Regions from separate parts of the Mus musculus genome. Here regions 1 and 3 are each linked to region 2. A link is a contact called in public HiCAR-type and promoter capture Hi-C data. All regions are on one chromosome and are shown on one strand. The core of a region is the stretch at or near the end of the contact, and the rest is flanking DNA. Distances in the headings are between cores, read along the strand shown.

What was found. Promoter capture Hi-C pulls out the DNA fragments that hold promoters and counts their contacts. HiCAR-type assays count read pairs that join an accessible place to other places.
Region 1: a contact with region 2 is called in a promoter capture Hi-C map of liver, with 8 times the contacts expected there. The contact joins the promoter of Soat2 here to the promoter of Smagp in region 2. A contact is called at or near these places in 4 of 39 promoter capture datasets (embryonic stem cells, hippocampal neurons, liver and 1 more) and 1 of 115 datasets of contacts at active chromatin or transcription factors (embryonic stem cells).
Region 3: a contact with region 2 is called in a HiCAR-type map of astrocytes, with 4 times the contacts expected there. The contact joins the promoter of Tns2 here to the promoter of Smagp in region 2.

The regions. Positions count from the first base shown.
Region 1 is chr15:102,148,123-102,152,521 of GRCm38.p6, forward strand. It overlaps Soat2 (sterol O-acyltransferase 2), which reads left to right and starts at 2,453. Exons shown (of 15, transcript NM_146064.1): 1 at 2,453-2,590; 2 at 2,984-3,039. The coding sequence starts at 2,512. Igfbp6 (insulin-like growth factor binding protein 6) reads left to right here. Exons shown (of 4, transcript NM_008344.3): 3 at 1-102; 4 at 1,058-1,390. The coding sequence ends at 1,180.
Region 2 is chr15:100,634,950-100,639,341 of GRCm38.p6, forward strand. Smagp (small cell adhesion glycoprotein) reads right to left here and starts at 1,991. Exons shown (of 4, transcript NM_174992.4): 1 at 1,610-1,991; 2 at 1,238-1,306. The coding sequence starts at 1,271.
Region 3 is chr15:102,100,306-102,104,838 of GRCm38.p6, forward strand. It overlaps Tns2 (tensin 2), which reads left to right and starts at 2,629. Exons shown (of 29, transcript NM_153533.3): 1 at 2,629-2,856; 2 at 4,225-4,333. The coding sequence starts at 2,782.

The sequences.
Region 1 (4,399 bases), core at 1,203-3,702, 1.5 Mb after region 2:
GATTCAGTACTGCAGCAGCTCCAGACTGAGGTCTTCCGAGGCGGAGCACGTGGGCTCTATGTGCCAAACTGTGACCTCAGAGGCTTCTACCGAAAGCAGCAGGTGAGAAGAAGCTGCCTGTCCTCTGTGCAAGCTCTGTGCGCGGCAGTGAGGAAGGGTACTTGATGCAAAGCTGCAAAAAGGATGCTGGTTCTGCTGGAGCATGTCTCCAAAAACAACAGCCAGGTGGTGGAGAGAGGCAGGTGGATCTCTGTGAGTTCGAGGCCAGCCTGGTCTATGTAGTGAGTTCCAGGACAGCCGGAGCTACACAGAGAAACCCTGTCTGGAAAAACCAAAACCAGCCAAACAGCAACCAAAAAAAGGATGGATACACACACACACACACACACACACACAAAACTATTTCTTCCAATTTTAAGACCCACATAGATATGAAAAACATCAGGAAGATTGTAACTTCAAGACTTGCCTAGGCTACAAGTGAAGGGCTGGTAGGAAGACAGAGGGCTGGAGATTTCCACAGGAGATCTTTCCATGGACTTGAGGAAGCCTGGACCAGGCAGGCTCCTAGAATTCTGAGTGAGTTCAAGTCCAGCCTGGGAAATTTCACGAGCCTCTGTCTCAAAACAAAATGTAAAATGAAAAGAAGTTTATAGCTCGTTGGCAAAGCTCTGCTTAGCAGTACTGTGGGCTCCATCTCTAGCGTGATCTGAAAGAAAAACAAAGGCCAACAATTGCAATGGGAGACTTAAAGTCTCTTCTAGGATAAGGCCTTGTGGTGGCCTCAAATGGGAGCCCTGGGGAATCACCTGGAGGCGTCTGAGCTGGTGCTGGTGGAGCCCCTTCTGCATTTTGTGACTCAGTAGGTCTGGGCTAGCCTGTGAACACAAGTTTCTAACATAAGTGATGTTGGGCTGTTGACAGAAACTGCATTTTGAAAGCTATTGCTCTGGCCTAGCAGAGTGGGCCCTATTCAGTAGGTAAAGCAACTAAGAGCTCTCAGATGCTTTCCTGCTCAAAGCCTGGACCTCACCCTGACCTGCACCTCTCTCCCCAGTGTCGTTCCTCGCAGGGGAATCGCCGTGGCCCCTGCTGGTGTGTGGATCCGATGGGCCAGCCTTTGCCAGTGTCTCCAGATGGTCAAGGAAGCACTCAGTGCTCTGCCAGGAGCAGTGGGTGAAGCCCCGAGGGAGCCTCCAGGACGCCAGCAGGAACAGGGGGCTGTCATTTGAGCTGTATGTGAAGCAATGAATAACTCTGTGCCCCAAGACCCACCTTCACGCCCCACCCCATTGTCCCTGTCACCCTTGGGCCTTTACACAGCTAGTTAGAAAGATTGCTGTTGGCTTGTGTACTAATAAAACAGTATTGGGGGGGTGTCTCTGGCTTACGTCTCTGCGTCTGTCTCATTCAGATCTGGGGCCTCGTGCTCACTGTCTCCCATTGGTCATAGTGTTTCTACCTTCCCTGCAGAGCACAGCCAGCCTCTTCCATTGCCCTTGGAATACAGTAGACTGCCACTGCCACAGGCAGCAAGCCCTTTCTTTATCCTCACCCGGATACCCACCCGGAGCTCCCTTGTGGGACTGACTGAGATCCTGGCCTCAGTCCGAGATCACAGTGATTACAATCTTGCTTCTATCACTGACCTCTGGACTGATGGAGGAGGAGGATTAATAGTTAATCCCCAGCAGGAATTTGCCAAAGTGGAACTCCCAAGGCACTCACCTGCCCTACTGCCTACCAGAAAGAAACAAATGTGCTCAGGCTCTGTATGGTTTATCCAGACTACCTCCAGACTACCTTATTTGTGCTGGCAATCACCTGATGACGTAGGGACATTTTGTCCCATAATTTTTTTTTTTTTTCAGAAGAAGCTTAAAAAGTTTGGTCCACTTTCCTGAAGTTACATAGGTAGGCAAGGCAACCCCTGGCGCTATTTACTGTTGAATAAGTGTGTGTCTGCCCTTTCTGCTTATGTGGTAACCCAAGGTGTAGGGAAGAGCTGACACTGAGGGGCCTCGACCATCACACATGACACAAATAGAGCTCCTGACAAAAATATTGTTGCACACACATGTCACTACAGGCCTCATCCTGTGCCCTCAGAAAAATGACTACAAGGTACACGAAGATGTTTCTGGTCCCTCCCTGACCTTCAGTCTTGGTAGAGAGAGCCAGGAAGAGCCAAGCTATGTGATAAGCCTCGGGGAAGCAAAGTCCCCCTCACAACCTGATGCACAGACTCACTCCCGAAAGTGAAATAGCAATAGCGTGAAGCTGATCATAGTGGTTGTGGTGAGAGAGCTGTGAAAGCCACAGGCAGGGCCAGAGTATGAGAAACACTGCCTGCAGATAACCTATCTAACCCTCAACGGGGCTCCGGAAAGGACTTTAGTCCCTGGAGTTGTCAGATCTCTGAGTGGGACACAAGCTCTGTAGGTAGATTGAGAAAGAAAGAAAGGAAGAAGACAGACAACAGCTGTGTGCTGTCCGCTCTACACTGGCACCATGCAGCCAAAGGTGCCCCAGCTTCGGAGGAGAGAAGGGCTGGGAGAGGAGCAGGAGAAGGGAGCCCGTGGAGGAGAAGGTGAGCCGCCCTCCCATCCCCCACGCTCCAGACACTCAGGCGGGCCTGAGATGGGTGTGTGTAAGAGCTAGCCGCTAAGGCCACTTCCTTTCCTCTGGCTGTTCTGGGAAGCCAGAGAAGGCAGTTTCTGCCCTTTTCCCCCCAGCACGCGGACTGGCAATGGAGAAATGTTCAGAGCGTGGTTTGGCCTTCATTAGGGGTGAATGGAGTACTTCCTTGTTTTGGGTCCCCTGTTTCCAGCAATTGCATCAGGCTCTTTCTCGCCACTGTGTGTGTCACTTCCCTGGCTAGTGGCTCTACCCACGATTCTAAATATTGACTGGGAACGGAGGCTGTGAGCACACAGAACACCTAACTCCTCCCTAGTGAGTCCCCTTTGGTTCTTCCTCCTAGGGAACGCAAGGACACACGGAACCCCAGACTTGGTGCAATGGACTCGACATATGGAGGTGAGGGATCACGGCAGTCATAAAGGACAGGCTGGGGATGTGGCTAAACTTGTAGAGTGCCAATCTACCTGATGCGCAGCACCACATAAAACTGGTGTGATGGCAACTGGTGTGATGGCAACTGGTGTGATGGCATACAGCTGTAATCCTAGCACTTGGGAAGTAGAGACCAGGTGATCCGTAGTTTGAGGTCACCCTTGGCCACACAATAACATCCAAACCAGATTGGGCTACAGAAAACCCTGTCTAAGAAATAAAAAGTAGCCAAGGCAGTTGTGGTACATGCCTTTAATCCTAGCACTTGGGAGACAGAGGCAGGCCTGGTCTACAGAGTGAGTTCCAGGACAGCCAGGGCGACACAGAGAAACCCTGTCTCAACAAACAAACAAACAAACAAACCCCCCCAATCATTATTTATCTAAGATTTATTTATTTATTTATTTATTTATTTATTTATTTATTTAATGTATATGATACACTGTAGCTGTCTTCAGACACACCAGAAGAGGGCATCAGATTCCATTACAGATGGTTGTGAGCCACTGCTGGGAATTGAACTCAGGACCTCTGGAAGAGCAGTCAGTGCTCTTAACCACTGAGCCATCTCTCTAGCCCTATTATTATTATTATTATTATTAGTAGTAGTAGTAGTAGTAGTACTGTGTCTATGTGTGTCTGTCTGTGTGTGTCTGTGCATTCCTCTGTGTGCATCTGTGTATCTCTCTGCGTGTGTGTGTGTGTGTCTGTGTGTATATGTCTGTGTGTGTCTGTATGCGTGTATCTGTCTCTGTGTGTGTCTGTATGTGTGTATCTGTCTGTGTGTGTGTATGTCTGTGTGTATCTGTGTGTCTGTATATGTCTGTGTAATTTTTAGAAGTCAGCTCTCTCCTTCCACTGTGAGTTCATGATCAAAATCAAGTCACAAGGTTTACATAGTAAATTATTTTACCCACTGGAATATCTTAGCAGCCGCAGCTTTTGTATAAATATTCAAAAACCTCACTTAAATTGTCTGGTAACATTGTTTGGATAATGCCAACCTAGATTTCTTTCCCCTATCCACAATTTTTTTTCAATTTTTATTAGATATTTTTTCATTTACATTTCAGATGCTATCCTGAAAGTCCCCTATACCCTCCCCCTGCCCTGCTCCCCCACCCACCCACTCCCACTTCTTGGCCCTGGCGTTCCCCACACACACACACTTAAGATAAATAATCTGTTAGGTTTGCTTACAACTATAAATTAAAAAGAACTGGGCTTGAGCCGGGTGTGGTGGCGCATGCCTTTAATCCCAGCACTTGGGAAGCAGAGGCAGAGGCAGGTGGATTTCTGAGTTCGAGGCCAGCCTGGTCTACAG
Region 2 (4,392 bases), core at 741-3,240:
CCACTAAGACACTAGTGCCACACTTGCCCTGAATAACACACACCTGTTAGAGAGGGTGTGGAGAAATCAGAACCTTTGTATGCTGCTGGTGGAGATATAAATAACACAGCTACTAAGAAAAACTCTATCATGGTTCTTTTCAAATATATCAATTGCTATATATTAACAACAACTCCACTTTGGGATATACATCCAGAAGAATTAAAAGTAAAAGCAAATGTCAACCAGAACAGACGGCATGGATGTCCCTTGAAGTATTGTGCTAGATGAAATAACCAGACGGGAAGGGGTAAACACTGAGCCTCACTTCACTCTTCTAGAGACTTTGTTGCAAAGCTCGCCTCCCACTCCAGAGCCTTTACCCACCAGCCTGAAGGGCTGTCCTCCGTTCCTCTTTGCCCACCACTTCTCACCAAGCAGCAGTCTGAATCACGTGCTCCACTAGTTCCAGGAGAAACTGCCTCAGATTTTGCCTTCCCCGGGTTCTCCCTCCCCGAACTTCATATCAGCAAAAAACAGTGTCCCTCAAAGTGAACGTTTGTTCTATACATAAGAAAACAAGTTAGTTCCTCCCACACCCAGGCTGGCACAAGGTGAAACCAATTAATATGTAAATATCCGTCAGCGCGCCAGAACCAGCCTGATTAGGAAAGGAAAGGTGAGACTCAATTCACCACCTGGCTCCTAGAATTTTTAAACACACCCCACATCCCTCTAGCCCAGGCTAGACTTAAATTCACTATTTAGCTGAGGATAACCTTGAGTTTCTGGTACTCCCGCCTCTACGTCCCAAGTTGCAGGGACTGCAGGCACAAGCCATCAAAATGGGTTTCATCTCAAGTTCTCTACCAATTAAGCGACATCACGAGTCCTCCCGGTTATCTTTAGAAGATTCCCTTTCTCCTTTACTTAACTACTGGGGTGAATGTAAAAATGGCTCCTTTGGGCATCAAAGAACTTCCTAAACCCAGGTGACTCGCAGTGCTTGGAATTGGTCCGGTCCAGACTTGAGAATAAAATAGCGCAAAAGGGCACACTGAAGTTGAATTCTGTTTTCTTGGAGCTTTTTCCTGCGTGAGGCCCGACAGCGGGTTGGTAGGGGTAGGGTGGGGTGGAGTGGGGTGGGGATGGGTGAGTCTTCCAGTCTACACTGAGTGAGGCCTCGCGGAATTCCAAGACCTGTTCTGGGGTGGGAATTCTTAAACAGCCCCCCTACTCCATAACTTTCATCACCTACCTTCAGGAGAAGGTGTGGCCGGTAGGTTGTTCATCGTTGCTGAGGGCAGGCTATTTCGTAGGGTCAGATCTGTGGGAAGAAGGACGGACAAGAATGAGGTGGACGGGCTCCTGAGGTCGCAGGGCTTGTAGATCCCAGGAGAGCCTCGGGCGCCAGGTTTTCCCCGAGTCCCTTCCCCTGGATATATCCACTCTCTTCCTTTCGGTTCTAATCAGCTTCCATAAACAAATCCTTCCCCCAAGAGCTGACCCTGGTCGCAGGGTCGGGGAATGGGTGGCGTTGGTGACCCTTTCCCCAGGCCTGGGAAAGTTAAGCAAGGGTCGGCCCGGTTGCGCCCATGAGCGATCCGGGTCCCTTAGCCACCTGCATTACCTGGGCTTCCAGGGCCAGGAGCCCCGCCGAGCCGTCCGCTGGGTGCGCCCCGCTCCCCGGGGATCCCGCGTGCCCCGGGCCCGCGCCCTGGCCGTCGAGTGTCCCTGCAGCCGCGCAGTACCCGTGCGGGTCAGGTCGCAGGCGCGCGGCGGCCGAGTGCGGGCTCCGGGCTTCCGCGCAGCGCGCTCACCTTTCCAGTCCGACGGGCGGGCAGGGCCGGGCGCCGCGCGTCCTTTTGAACTCGCCGGGGTGGGAGCGGCCGAGAGTCGCCGGAGCCGCGCCCGGGACCCCGCGCCGAGCGGCCGCCGAGCCCGGACCGCGGTGGGAGGGACAGGAAGGAGCTCGGGGCCGCCCTCAGCAGGTTCCCCCGGGAGGAAAGGCCACTGTCCGGAGCCGCTCCGCCCCCGTGCCGGGCTCGGCCGGGGTCGGCAGCGCCAGCTGTAGGGCGAGCGAGGGGCGTGTCCCGCGGGAGCTCAGTCACGCGTGGGCCCTCTGGAGTCCGCGACTTCGGGGCGACTTAGCCGAGCACCTCCCGGGGCCACCTGGACCTTCCGCGTGCGACCTTCCCAGGAGGCGGTGGAGCGTGGAGAGGGTAGGAGGTGTGGCTGTGGGCTGTTTAGGATTAAAAGCTCCAGCGTAAGTGCTTGCCAGCTGGGTGGCTGTGGGCACATTCCTGAACACCTCAGTAGTCGGTTTCCTCATCCCTAAAATGGGGACTGAAAGTGGCAATTCCCGTAAGGCCGTTTTACAGCCTTGGTCCTAGCCCGAGGCAAGCGCCTTGATTTAAATATTCATCAGTGCTGTACTTTAGCAGCAGTTGGACTCACGTCAGTGACAGGAAATGCTCCCAAATTAACTAGAGGAACTCGTTGACTAAGAGGCAATAATTCTATATAACAGGCTCTGGAGGTGGTCCCGCTGTGTAAGCTAGCGCAGGTTACTTCTGATTCTTTGGGCAAAGCTGTGTGAACTCAGGGTTAGGGTTATTGCGGAGCTCCAATGAGTTGCCTAGAACCTCACCTAGCACATGATAATGTGCTCAAAAAACACTGGCCAGGTTACCTGGGTAGCTCACTGAGGGTCGGACCTGACCAACCACACTTGGCTTTCATGTCTTTTTTTTTTTTTTTCTTTAAAATATAACCTTTAAAAGTTGCTTTGGGGGGCGGGGGAGGGGGGGAGAGGGGTTAGCTGGAGAAAGGCTCCCAGTAGTTCACAACGTCCTGTGATTCAGTTTCAGGAGATCTTGATGCCCTCTTCTGGCCTCCACCGGCACCGGCAGGCTCACTTAAAACTTTGCTGGGGCTGATGAGAAAGCTTAGTCAGTGAAGATACCTAACTGCCTTGTAAAGCTAACAACTGAGTTTCCCAGAAACCACAAGCTGGCCTCAGGTTAGGACCCACTGCCTCAGCTTTGGTATTGCTGGCACGACAGGTTGGCACATGACACCCAGTCTATACCCAGACGCAGCCTGTCAACACTGTCCAGAGTCTGGGGAGCAGGGACTCAGGATGCGTCTGTGTCAGACCTCCATAAGGAGTCAAGTGAATCGATGATGGACACGGTCTCACATGGACAGCCAGTCTTCTCCAAGAGTGAAACTTAAGCCTCGGAAACTGAAGCAGCCATGCTTTTGTCAACAGACCTCTAGGGACCTCAGGGCAGACAAGAGACAGGTGACATTTATCTTCGCCTGGCTTTATTGGCTTCCTTGTGCTTCTACTGGGGTGGCCGTGTTCTGTGTCCTTGCCTTTTTCCTGGATGATGTCTGGGCCAACTGTTCAGTTCCCGGCTGAGACTGTCCACACTACCCAAGCATGTGGGCCCTTTCCTTCCCCCTTGGATGCTTCCTTGGGATCGCAGTAAAGTACCATGTTCACAGCGTAGTGCATTTTCCACTCTAGCTGTGCCTCTGTTGTAGCAGTTACTGACTTACCCCCCACCCCCATCAGACAGGAAGTCCTACAACTTGGACATGGCCTACTCCCCCAAAGAGTTCCCATTTTATTGGGGGGGGGAGAGACAAAGACAAAGCAAACCCCATAAGCAAAAGGCTTGAACTGGGTTTCTCCAGACTTTTTTTTTAAAGACAGCAGCACCTGTATCACATAGCAAAAGCTGACCTTGAAGTTCTGGTCCTCCCACCTCCGAGGACTGATCTTGGCAGGTAGGTGTCTGCCCACCTGCCTGGTTTATGTAGTGCTGGGGAATCAAATCCAGGCCTCCGAGGATGTTAGACAAGCATGCTACCAACTCAAGTGCCCGTGCAGCCTGAGGGTTTGTCAGATGGTGGACCTGGAGCAGAGGTGCCTCTATTCCCAGCCCGTTCTTACCCTTCCATGACACCCTAGTTAGCCTGGAGTAGTGATCCTGACTGCCACAGGAGGGAGTGCCTGGGGGAGAGCTAGAACGGGCAGAGCCGGCAGTGGGGTTATTTGAAAATCTCTCGGGAGGCACCCTCCCAGGACTACTGTATAGAGAGCTGTGAAGGGCAGTCTTTCAAAGTGAGAAAAAGAGGGCTTGATTTCGGAAGATGATGATTCCTAAGGGTTTGGGTACAGGAAGCTGTGCCCCGACATGGACCCTCCATCACCGTGTGTGCTTGCTTGCTTGCTTGCTTATCCCGGGCCACTGTGTGTGAACCTATATGTTCATCACAGGGTCAGGAAGGACTGTCCTCCAGAGGCCTGTGCTGGGTAGAGACAGGCTCATCTGCACTCAAAAGGGTTTGGGGAAGTATTGATCACGGAAGCATTTTCTTGATGGATGAAAAAATAACTCG
Region 3 (4,533 bases), core at 1,379-3,878, 1.5 Mb after region 2:
GCGGGCGGGGAGCGGGTGGAAGGTGGCGATTGGAGCCCAGGAAGAAGGAGGGAGCCGGAGGGCGGGAGGAGGCAGCCGGCGCAGGGCGCGGCGGGAGGGAGCCAGCTGAGCGCCCGTCCCGCCGCCGCTGCCGCCGCCGCCGCCTCCGCGTATCGCGGCGCGGCTAGGCGGGATGGGCTGGTCCGGGGGCGCCCCCTGCTGCTGCCCCAGTTCGCCGCGCCCCCGGCCCTCTGGGCGCCCCCCACAGGTGAGTGGCTGCGCCACGCTGGACGGGAGCGCGGGCGAGCGTCGGCCCTCTGCGTCACAGCGCGCGGTCCGAGCCAGGGACGGGCACCAGGGGGCGCGGAGCCACTGGGGGTCCGGGAGCATTGGGCGCGGCCCGTGCCCTCCCCTCCGGGTCTCGGTGAGCTAGGGGACAGTTGAAGATACTAGAGGTGACCAGGGGGCGGGGCGCGGCTGTGGACCTAGCTCAGGCCGCCACGCCTTCCTGCGTCCCACTGTGCACTACTGTTGGCTCAGGCCACTCTCTGCGTACCTCTCTAGCTCGAGCCACAAGCGCACTTTGAACACAAGATGCCCGCGGCAGCTGGCATCAATGTTGCGGCCCTGGCCTGGCAGAGTGCATGCAAACTTTTTCCTCTCTGTTTTCTCTATCTGAGACACTGAGGCAGAATGCAGACACAGATGAAGCTGATTTCTCCTTTTAACCCTTTTCTACTTCTGCCCTACCTAGATACCCCCTAGGTCCCTCTAGACACACCCTTGAATCCTACCTCCCTTCCCCTCCCTCCTTTACTGGGCCTCACTCCTCTGTGGCCCGGCTCCGGGCCTCTCATCCAACCACAGCTATTTCCAGGAAGGAGGGGTGTGTGGGTGGGTGGAGGGGTTTCTCCAAACAAACCCAAGGCTTCAGAGTGAGAGGGGGCCCGGCTGGGGAGAATCAAAAGAGCTCTGGAATATTCCAGGCAGGAGGTGGGAGGTGAGGATCTGGTAATGCTGCCATTCCTCAGGCACTGTTTGCCCTCAGCTACTTTCAGAAATACTCCACACTCCCTGCGGTGGGGACGCGCAGAGCCAACTAGACACTTAACTTTCTAGATCTAGGTGGGCAGTGTAAGTTCAGTGAGGGCAGAGGCTGTTTGGGAACCTGTTCCAGAGGAAAAGACTTTCAGTCCCACCAGAGGTTGCAGATGTAGGCCCATGTACCATAGGAGCAGAGGGGAAAAAAAATTGATCAGGGGAGGCGCTGCAGTGATCCATCTTCCCCAGCAGGGCTGGGTGCGGAATCAGGACAGCCCCGGTTGCCCACCTGGCCATCGGCCTGGAATGTCCTGGGACACAGCCAGAACTCAGGTGGGGATTGCAGAGCCAGGGGCCCTCTCCAGTTACAGCACGGTGCCCCACCCCTTGCCACTCACAGGGCCTTCTAGCCAGGGTACACTGGCAACGATGGGCTTCCTAGAGAACAGGCATGCAGCGGGAAGAGGCCTCAGACTCTTCAGTCTGACAGGTCTTCTGAAGGATCCCTGGGGAGGACTAGAGCAGCCCTTCATCTGTCAGATGGGCGTGAGGCAGAAAGAGGAGAGTCCTGTGGGACCCTGCAAGAGGTGCCAGAACTGGAGGAGTTGCACTGGGACATTCAGTAAATACCATGCAAATGAGGGTGACACGGTGTACATTCTTTCAAATGACAGCTAGCTACAGCATTCCAAAGGCTGCTGTCTAGAGCTTGGGCTGGGAACCCCCAGGCTGTTGACCCTTGTTGTAGGAAGGTTGTTCCATCCTTTCCAAGGGCCCCATACACCTCCTTCCCTTGACTCCTGGGACAGGAAGTTGGCCCTATTCCCAGGAGGGAAGCAGGAGGCCCTAGAGAGGGTGGAGTATGTGTTGGGAGGGGGCCTCCTGTCCAGTCCTCGGGTCCAGTGACAGCCACAGAGGAAGGAGAGACAGGCCAGAAGAGCCATGAAGGTAGCGCTCAGATTCTGGTGGGCGGGTGGGGTCCCCAGTAGAACCTCAGGTGCAGGATCTGGGAGCTAAGCCAGGAACTGTGGGTTGTATCTGGAGAGGAGCAGCTGGGGTGTTCAGGAGGAACCTCCAGTGCTTTGGGTTACAGCAAGATGGACCATTCCTGTAAGCCCTTAGCCCTTCCCGCTGGAACTTGGCGTTGAGGAGGGTACTATAAGATCCTTCTCCCGTCTGACAGGGAAGTTAGCCCTCATCCCTAACTTTCTTTCACCCTGAGGATGTGGAGTGCTGGGCTGTCAGGGGTACTGGTTCCCAGCAACACTCCCTTCCCACAGGAAATCCCAAGGGAGCATGAGGGTTCAGGCTAGAGACTGGCCGGGGACACAGTGTTCTCCACTGGCCCTTGAGCCCTGCCCTGAGACCTGAATTCCCACCCTGTGCCACTGGCTGATTCCAGGGCTGGATCTCAGGACTGCAGACCCCCTGCACACAGTGGCCCACTGGGTGGGAGGCAGCTCCAGAGATGGGGAGAGCCAGAGATCTTAGGCTGACACTCCCAGCAGGGTAGATCCTGGGAATCTGATCTCCTGGCCTCCCCCACATCCTCCCCCACCCCACTTCCTGGAGCAGCGACCTGCCCCCTTCCCGCCTGCACTTCCCTCCACTTCCAGGGCCAGGCTTCTCCACACACCAGCCAGACAGCCTCCCCTCCACCCAAGGGAAGCGGCTGCCTCGGCAGGCTGCTTCCAGGAAGCCCCAGGCCAGGCCCCAGCATTGTTCAGGCCCTGCAGCCAAGAGTCCAGCCAGCCAGACACCATGAAGTCCAGCGGCCCTGTGGAAAGGTTGCTCAGAGCCCTGGGGAGGAGGGACAGCAGCCGGGCCACCAGCAGGGTAGGAGTGCCCACCAGCTGGGCAAAGGTGGGGCAGGGTGGAGGTGCGGACAAGGCGGGAGGGCCAGGATTCAGGCCAGACCAGACCCTCTTCCTAGTTTCAGCCTCTTCTCCTGGCTGGCTCAGCATCCCCCTCCTCTTTCTTTCGCCTGACCCCCTGAGGTGGCTAGGGTAGGGTAGCAGTGTGATTCTAGCATCTGTTTTGACTTCTCTGTGTATTTCCTGGCTTGAGCCTGGATAGGCCCCGAGGGTTCAGCTAAGAGCTCAAGCCCTGACCTCCGGGGGAAGCTTGAGGGAAAAGGTATGGGAAGAAGGCAATGAGGGAAGGGAGGGTGCCTTCTACTGACGTCATCTGCACACGACGTCATCATCCACAAGTGCGTCCAAGTGTCCTGGTGGGTCTCGCCCCCAGTCGTTAAGGGACCAACGCTGCTCCCATGTTATTCTCCTCTTCACACTACGGTGGGCAGATCCAGGGAGAGGAGGGGACAGCGGGAGCTTGAACACACAGCGGTGAAGAATGTGCAGTGGAGTGGTGGGAGGAGTGAGGGAGATTGTCCACAGACTCTAGATAGGAGGGATGAACTGGGGTGGGAGGGGTCAGAACTGCAGTGAAAACTTGCAGTGAGTAGGGACTAAGGGGGACCTGGACAACTGGTGGCAGCCCAGCCAGCCACTGACCTCACTACCTCTGGGTGGGGAGGGGGCATCCGGAGAACCTGGCCACCCCTGTCATAACATGCAGAGGCAGCGAGGCAGCTGCCTGTGTGTCCCCACTGCTATTCCTCCTTCCGAGCGAACGTCTTAGACAATTGCTGCCTGCCGCCTCAGTGCACAGAGAGTAAACATGTTGTTCTGACCGTGGGGGAGGGGGTCATATTAGCTGCCTGGAGCTTGGGGACACTGAGAGCCAGGGGCTCAGAACTGGCTGCAGTCAGTCTGGGTATTATGTGATAGTGCTTGTGTGTCCTGGCCGTCAGCTCACAGTATACAAGCCTCTTGTGGGGAGGGCAAGATGGGAGGAGAGTCAGACCCCCCACTCTGCCAAGATTCAGAAAGCCCTCACATTGGAAGTGGGGGTGTGTGTGACAAGGACATCACATAGCTCCGCCACGTGAGAAGTCCTGAGTGAACCCTTAGGGAGGAGTTGACCCAGCCAAGGTGACGCAAGGGGTCACATTCCAAGCCCTGTAGAGGACAGGCCTCATGACTACCCTGAAACAGCTGTGGCCAAGTGTGCCTTAGAGTTCACAGACTTTTGGCTGGAAGAGAGGGAAGCAGCATCGCTCTAAGGAAAGGTCCCTGCCCAGCCTTGGAGATGAGCCCACTAGGAACACATACCCCTATTTGTCTGTCATCCCACCCGCAGCCGAGGAAAGCAGAACCACACAGCTTCCGGGAGAAGGTTTTCCGGAAGAAAACTCCAGTGTGTGCAGTGTGTAAGGTGACCATCGATGGGACCGGTGTCTCCTGCCGAGGTGAGGTGGTGCTCTTGGTGCCTGAGCCCTCCAGGCAGCACTTCTGTGTGGCTCAGGCTCTAGAGACAGGCAAATTCAGAAACAAATGCCCTCACTCTTCTTGACACCCACCTTGCCACAGCCCAGGAGATTTGTGACTCTACCACCTTCCCATCCTTACCTGTGACTAGGGTCTTCCCTTCCTCTTGCTCCTCCTCCTC